2 separate regions of the Mus musculus genome follow, and region 2 is linked to region 1. Evidence: chromatin contacts called from public Hi-C data. All regions are on one chromosome and are shown on one strand. The core of a region is the stretch at or near the end of the contact, and the rest is flanking DNA. Distances in the headings are between cores, read along the strand shown.

Evidence for each region. A called contact is a pair of places that touch in the nucleus more often than the background predicts.
Region 2: a contact with region 1 is called in a Hi-C map of cerebellum, with 2.5 times the contacts expected there. The contact joins two enhancer-like sites. A contact is called at or near these places in 6 of 484 Hi-C or Micro-C datasets (brain, cerebellar granule neurons, cerebellum and 1 more) and 1 of 9 other capture datasets (liver).

What each region holds. Positions count from the first base shown.
Region 1 is chr7:78,380,634-78,384,321 of GRCm38.p6, reverse strand. The region is part of intron 11 of Ntrk3 (neurotrophic tyrosine kinase, receptor, type 3); the gene reads left to right. Among named protein-coding and RNA genes, the nearest start is that of Gm39038, 190 kb to the left of the region's middle. Within about 2 kb of position 1,976, at least 2 of the 459 cell types and tissues checked have an H3K27ac peak or open chromatin away from gene starts, as enhancers often do. A contact at or near this core is called in cerebellar granule neurons and cerebellum, where this site is marked.
Region 2 is chr7:78,518,226-78,521,913 of GRCm38.p6, reverse strand. The region is part of intron 1 of Ntrk3 (neurotrophic tyrosine kinase, receptor, type 3); the gene reads left to right. Among named protein-coding and RNA genes, the nearest start is that of Gm39038, 54 kb to the left of the region's middle. Within about 2 kb of position 2,058, at least 6 of the 459 cell types and tissues checked have an H3K27ac peak or open chromatin away from gene starts, as enhancers often do. A contact at or near this core is called in cerebellar granule neurons and cerebellum, where this site is marked.

The DNA.
Region 1 (3,688 bases), core at 727-3,226:
GTGCTGGGCACTGGGCCATGAGAAAAAAATACATGTAACCTGCTAAGTTTAGGGGCTGATACTGGCCATTCTTGCTGGGTTGAGAGGACCCAACTTTCCATAGGAAGGTGGTGGTGGTGGGGCATGAGTTAAAGAAGCCATAACTTCCAACCAGGTCTCTAGGAGATGAGTCAAGAGGCTTGAGTTGGAGCTTTCTGTTAGGCTTGCTGAAATAAGTGGCACCTGGGCTGAGCCTTCAGGGACACAGAGAGTAAATTAATTAGGGAAACTCTTCCCAGACCTTGAAAAGCTCTGAAAGCAGGAAACTTGTGGGAAGACTGCTTAAGAGGACCAACAGCTCTGTTGGGCTATAGTGTGTGTGTGTGTGTGTGTGTGGGGTGTTGGGGGGTGGGGGTGGGGTGGGGTGAGGAAGCAGGACTGAGACTGTACAAGCAGGTCTGTCTTTTCTTTTTCTTCTCTCCATTGACATCAATGCCACTGAAGTATAGAACATCTACTAGGCACACTGTGGATTTCCAGGCACTGTTTTTGACAGTTTACTTCAATTGCTCTTAATGTCAAAGGAAAAGATTGCTAACTTTCAGGTTTTCGTATGAGCTGAATATAGTAATTTTCCTAAGGAGTTGAATCTAGTGCTGAACCCCAGTCTAGGAATTTTCTCCCCAAACATAGAAACTGCTTTAGAAGAGTAAGAAGGTATTTGGTTTCTTAGATACTTTACATGGTAAAAACAAAGAAAATAAGGACTTCTAAAACTCCAGGATTCTGGACTGGGAGGAGAACGGGGCTTTTGCCCTTTGTTACAGAAAACTGTTATACCAACACCCAGTAGACCAAGAAAGGTGGTTCCTCATCCCTCTGACTAAATAATAATGAGATAAGCAATAGTAAAGACAATGAATGCAGAGTTAATTTGGGTGTAAATATCAGGAAGTGCTGAAAAATTTTGCTTTAAGATGAACATGCATTTCTCTTTTGAGAAGTGCTTTGGACAGAAAAAAATCTAGGGTTTCCAGTCTGTCTCCATTATCATCAGAGCCTTTCTCTCTATGTTTAGACTCCGCTATCTTTGTTCTTTTTCTTCAGGGCTAAGTTGGTAGCTAGAGACTCAGTCATTATGCCAATGTTACAGAAGCAAGAGAAAGGGAAGATCTACTCAACCCTCTAAAAAGATTCTTCATAGGATCAATAATCCAGCACTTCTGTTGATGTCCAACTGGCTAAAATGGAGCCCAGCCATAAGTAGCTGCAAGACATGCAGGGAAAAACAAATCTTTATCTCTAGAAGATATGTCCAGAGAAAAATGGGATAAGGATTAATAACAGTTAACTTTCTCAGGAACTGCTATTTATACAAATACTTATTATACAAATTATCTTTGTCTTTACAACATAGCTCTGAGAGATTGATCTTCTCTTTCGGTAGACCCAAATCTATCAATCCCAAATCAATTTTATTATTAAAAAATTACATCTATATTGAACATGTACAGTTTCTTATTCTTTAAACAATATACTATAACATCTTTTAAAATAGAATCCTCATTATATTATACTAAGAGATGGTATAAAGTCTATAGGAGGATATGCAGAGGTTATAAGGATATATGATGACATTCTTATTTTAGTGACTCCTGCATCTGCGGGTCTTGGTATCTCCAGGGCATCTTCTTGGGCTCAACCAACTGCAGACATTGAGAGATGGCTATTATTATCACTTCATTTGACAACAGTGATGGACCTGGTGTTTAGAAAAGATACAAAGCTCTTACTATGGGAAAGAAGTAGCACTGAGCCACAAACCCAGCACTGAGTGTCTCCAAAGGCTGTGGACTTCTCTGTCAGTTGTAGGCTTCACAGCCATTCCAAGAGAGGATTCCAGAACTTGGCTTTAAAAGCCTGGATCCAACCCAGCCTTTCTGATGTCCATTCTGGCTAGGTTTCATCTTCCTGCCAGGCACCAGATGAAGAAACAGGAAATGTGAAGGACTGGCTTAATGAGTGCTAACCCTGTTGGAGAGCAAGGGAGTTTACTGCCTGTCTTCTCTAACCATGCCTTTCTCAGGCTGAGTTTGGACTTTGGTAGTGGCTCTGGGGCTTCTTTTTATCACCAGATGGTGGCGCTATTTTGGGCACCTCTATTCACTGTGCTCTGAGTTGGGAAGGCTTATCTCTTGATGCCTAGTGGATAAAATGGTGATCTAAATCTCTTTGCAAATTCCAGGGATCAATTCCTTCAGCAGTAGGAAGGAAACAGACCTGGCAGGAACTCAATTATATTGTTGAGTGTTCAAACTTAACCATACTCTTCTTATTCCAAGTACAAATCCCATGGTCAAGTAAAAGTTGAACTTATTCATTTAGTTAATCTTTATTAAAAGCATCTCTAATGACTTATTGATTTTTTTTTTTATTAGACAAGGAAAGAAAAAAAAGGCTCCCTTTCTTGGCAAGCAAAAGGATTACCTGATGCCAGATTGGAAAGCTGCTCAAGAAAGGGTTTGTTTTTGAAAAAGTAAAATAAATATTTTAATGCAAAAATAAATAAAGGTACACAAATAATGGAAATGGAACAAATTAGAATCAAAGATTTTTATTTAATGGTCATTACTTCAAAGTTAAAAATAAAATACCTTTAGAAAGAACATAGAAGAAGAACATTGTGACCCTATGTCTAATACCATTATGCAGAATCACCTACATTGGTTATTTTTGAATGTATAATAATCTTGAAGAAGATACCAATAGATAGAAATAATTATTCTTGAACAAAATAAGTTCTATTTCTTGGCTATGTCTTTGTTCACTCATGCTTGTTTGAATAGAGTTTCCTATTTCTGATTCTCCTCAACCTGCCTTTCCACTCTGCATACAGGAAAGCATCCCTTCCCAACCCCCAGAACACCCAGCCAGGGAGGACAGAACTGTTACTTCAATCCCCAGAACAATGTCTGCTTTTGCATTTTGCTAATCTCTTTATTTTGTCTTATTATTGACACACACACACACACACACACACACACACACACACACACACACACACACTTTGTCTTGGAAGATGATGGCAGGTATGATGGCAGGTATGAAGTCCTTGTCCTTATTCTTCTGATGAAGAAACTGATGCCTAGAACACAGATCTGGGGCTCACCCTCGTCTCTGTGACTCTCAGGAAGTGCCTTGTTCTTTACTCCCTGCTTCAAAACTCACACCTGACACTGGACATTTCTGACATGCTTGTAGCAATGGCCAAGGAGAGCCAGGAGTGTTGGAGGCTCTGCCCTTGACCATGTAGGCACTTTCCAGGAAGGATCTGGTACTTCCCAGCATCTCCTACCATGGTGCACGTAGAAGAAAAAGAAATACGTTGATACTTGTGCAACTGAAAAGAACTTCAGTTCATGTCATGATTATGTCAGGGGCTTGTATTCCAGTTGTCAACTGTCCTGGCCACCTTCTCAGCTGTCTTTGTGCTTCAGACTCTTCAATTCCAAGGTTAGGATACTAGTTGTAGACAGCATCATATCAACAGGATTCTTGGGAGTACCAGTAGAACAATGTACTGGCAGGTCTTAGCAATGGAATGGAACAATGTTCCAGAACAGCTGTTATATGTGCTGCTCTGATTATGATCACTTGTGTATGAATTTTAGATACCTGGGGAGTACTGGTATTTGAATGATTAATTGAA
Region 2 (3,688 bases), core at 809-3,308, 140 kb before region 1:
TTTCCAAGCCATATCTTATGAGATCCATCTTGACTCCAGTGGGATTTTCTGAGCTGCACCCGTAAGTCCTGTGTGAGTCCTGGAGTTTGTGTTGTCTTGGACCTCCACATTTTGTCACACTCTTTGGAAAAGGGGTGTTCACGGGGTCCTGTCAGAGTTTTGCAGTTTCATGAAGAGACAATGTGGAAGCTTAGGCCTGGAAACTGAGATGAACGTGAGAGAAGGCTCTTGGCAGGTAGATCTCATTGATAACTTGGTCATCCCCTTGACTTGAGAGGGTCCTGAAAGCCATCACTTTTGAATTTCCCTCTGAGACTCACTGGTATAAGAGCAAGCCTTTTGTTTTGGCCCATAGTGTTTGATGCAGAGCAGTCATTTCCAAAAATGACATTTTAAGCCATGGGACTCTACTAGCTTCGATGACAACTTGGGCAGGTGCTTTATGTGATAAGGCAAAGGTCTTCCTCTCAGAGCTGGGGATTTCTGGGACACATACTTTGCCAACAAGGGTCTATTCTGTCTGTCTCATTCCCCTACCCACCAGACATTAGTGTTATTCTTTCCCCAGTTGTGACAATCAAACTGTCCCCTGGGAGGCAAAATTACCTCCTCTTGAGAATTTTGCTGTAAACTTAATAAAGTGGAAACAATTGATATAAAGTGAGGGAGAGAGCCCAGGTTCAGTTCTTTGGTTTCTCGCTACCCTCTCTCCCTTGCTACTGATTGGAGAAGGGACACAAGTAGAGAAACAGGACCGTGGGTCCTTATGGGGGCCCTAATTGCCATATATTCTTTTATCTTCCACTATCACTGAAATCTCTTTGCTCCTGACCCTACAGCAAGCTTTGTGAGACATTTGTAGGGAGAGCCAGTTTGGCTCCTGTCACTCCTGCACCACAGGGTTTACTTAAGTCCCGACCTTTTAAAAATGTATATGTATTGAACTGGAATACCCAGAAAAAGCAATGGACACGAAGAACCCCGTGTACTGGCACTGGGCGCTGCCTCCCCAATTTGGCATTAACAAAACCATACCAATTGTAGTCTCTTACCTCATCCTATTCATTTATTATACTTTGAAGAGCCAGCCTTTTCCACTGATACTTGTGGCCTTCTAATAGCAGTCAGCACAGTTACCATAAGTGACTTGCCTTGTTTGGTACCAAGCAATGAGTCATAGAAGACTTGGCAGGAGCCGGCCAACGTCATTCGCAAATGTCAAGGCTGCACCTTCCCTGGCATGCATCTTCTCTCTCCTGCCCTCGCCCACCATAGGGATTTTCTTTCTTTTAAAAGTCAGTATATGTATATGTATATATTCATTTTTGATGTTGTTGTTGTATAACCTGGTGCATGTGTGTGTGTGTGTGCATGCACGCCTGTAAAGACAACCTAGAAGAATTAGTTCCCCCCTTTTCATCTTGTGTACTTCTAGAGATTACATTCAGGTTGTCAGACTCAATGCCAAGTGTTCTGTACCTGGTGATTCACAAGTGCTTTCTCGAGGTTGTTTTCCTGGAAGTCACGAATGACAGGTTTTCTGTCCTTCTATCCTGCCATGATGGGTCATTAAAGTCAAAGATGACCCTACTCTTTTGCAATAAAAAAAAATCTATGGCCAAGAAAAGACAACTTCTACCAGAAGCATGACGCTGTCTGTACTCAAAAACTAAGGAACGATGTCTCATAAAATCCCCTTAGCTTATGCCTTCCAGGGACTTCTATGTCCCCAGCCCTGAAAGGGCTCATGGTTGTTGTTGCTGATATTGCTTACCAGTAGTATTTTGTGGTACTGGGATTGAAGTTGGGGTCTTGGTCTTGGGTAAGCTAGATGAGGCACAGGGCTTCATCCCCACCACTCAGCCCCTTGTGAGCTCTTCAAGACACATCTTCAGTTCCCATGTCATTGTTATGAGGCAGGCAGTTTATTACCCCCATTTGACAGCTGGTAAAAGGAAGGCACAGACAGGTGAGGTGGCTGGGACAGGGTGTGATTGGTGGAGCACTCCTGGGGCTAGGATTAGCACTCTGGTGCTGCCTTGCTCTTGGCAGGGCCTGGCAACCCTTTTCCCCATAAAGGGCCAGAAAGTAAATCCCAGCCTTGTAGGCCATATGGTCTGTGCAGCAACGATCCAACTTTGCAACTTGAAAAAGGCTGTAGACGACAGTGAAGAGATATGAGCAAAGAAATGCCGATTTTTATCTAGTTCTCACAGGTCATGATGTATGGTTTTCCTTTGACTTAAAAAAAAACAAAATATGAAAATGAATCTTAGTTTTGAAGCTATACAAATGCAGACAGAACCCTGACCTGTAACCAGTCTGCAATGTGGCTGCGATACTGCTCTTCCCTGATTGAGGAGCACTCGGAAGCACCAGAGGATGCTGGAGATATTATTTAATGTACTGGAGGTCTCCGTACTGATGCTTCACTAACTTGTCACTTCTCAGTGTATGTAGGAGTCAGGAAGGGTCCATTTATAAGCACAGATCATAAAGACTGAAACAAAGTTTCAGGATGTAGGGACTGACATCTCTGCCACCATCAAAACACATTTATGAGATGCTAATAGGGGCCAAGAAAAGTGATTTCACTTATTTAAACAATCTGATTTATAGCTACTTGTTAGAAACAGTTCCATGTAGGAAGCTGGGCCCCCATGAATGCTGTACAAACATTGTGATCTCCTTGGTATTGGACATGGCCCATGGCCCGGGGAGATACACTGGAGAGGCTTAGTGGCACAGGTGGTCTTAGTCCTCTTGGCTTTCCTTACATCTGAAATGTTGTCAGTGTTCCTACCTCGGTGAGACCAGGGCATGAAAACTGCCTTGAAACCATGAGGCTTCCAGAGAGAAGGCATTAGAGTTAGAGGCCAATGCCAACCTGGCCACCTGGTCAATGTCCCCAGCAAATGCCAGTGCTTCTGGCTGCTCCACGGGGGCTCTTGGAGAATGTGTTTCAAAATGGGCTCTTGGCATACCTTGTCACTGTGCAGCTCTGAAATGTTGCCAGGAGTTCTGGCAGCCACAGGCACACTGCCTTTTTGGCTCTAGTTGGACTGGGCGGCAGATGGCAGAACCACTGGTGTGGTCGGGCAAGGGAGGGGCTGTCTGGGGAAAAGTAATGGTCACTTTTCTGGCCAGATTGTGCCTTGAGTAACTATATTCTTTAATGAAATGGTGCTGAGACCTTTTATATATCACAACCTCTGGTTATGGTGGCGGGAGGAGTCAGGTCCTAAGAGGGTTGGGATGGATCATTTCCTAGGATCTTCTGCTACCTCATGGAAGGTCATATTTCCTACACTATTAGAACAACAAAAGGGTCTTGGTGATCAACAACAGAATGGTTTTCAACTTGGACATGCCAAAAGCAGCAATGAAGGAATATTTGACTCTTGTCACTGTCAGGAACTAATAAAAATTAGACACATATTTATGATGAAACTTCTCTTCATAACAACAGTCTTGAGTTTCTTTGCTTTGAGCTGAATTTTTTTGCACTGGGTGGTTGACACTGGTTTGCATGTATTGATAAAGAGCTTCAATTAACAGTGACTTTTTTCTCTGATGAATCTGAGAATATGAATTAATTATTACTTAATAAATATAGTCTTCTTGCTAGACACAACCCTCTTTAAGATGGAGGTCTCGAGGGAAAGGCCTAGAAAGAGATCTTGGTGGT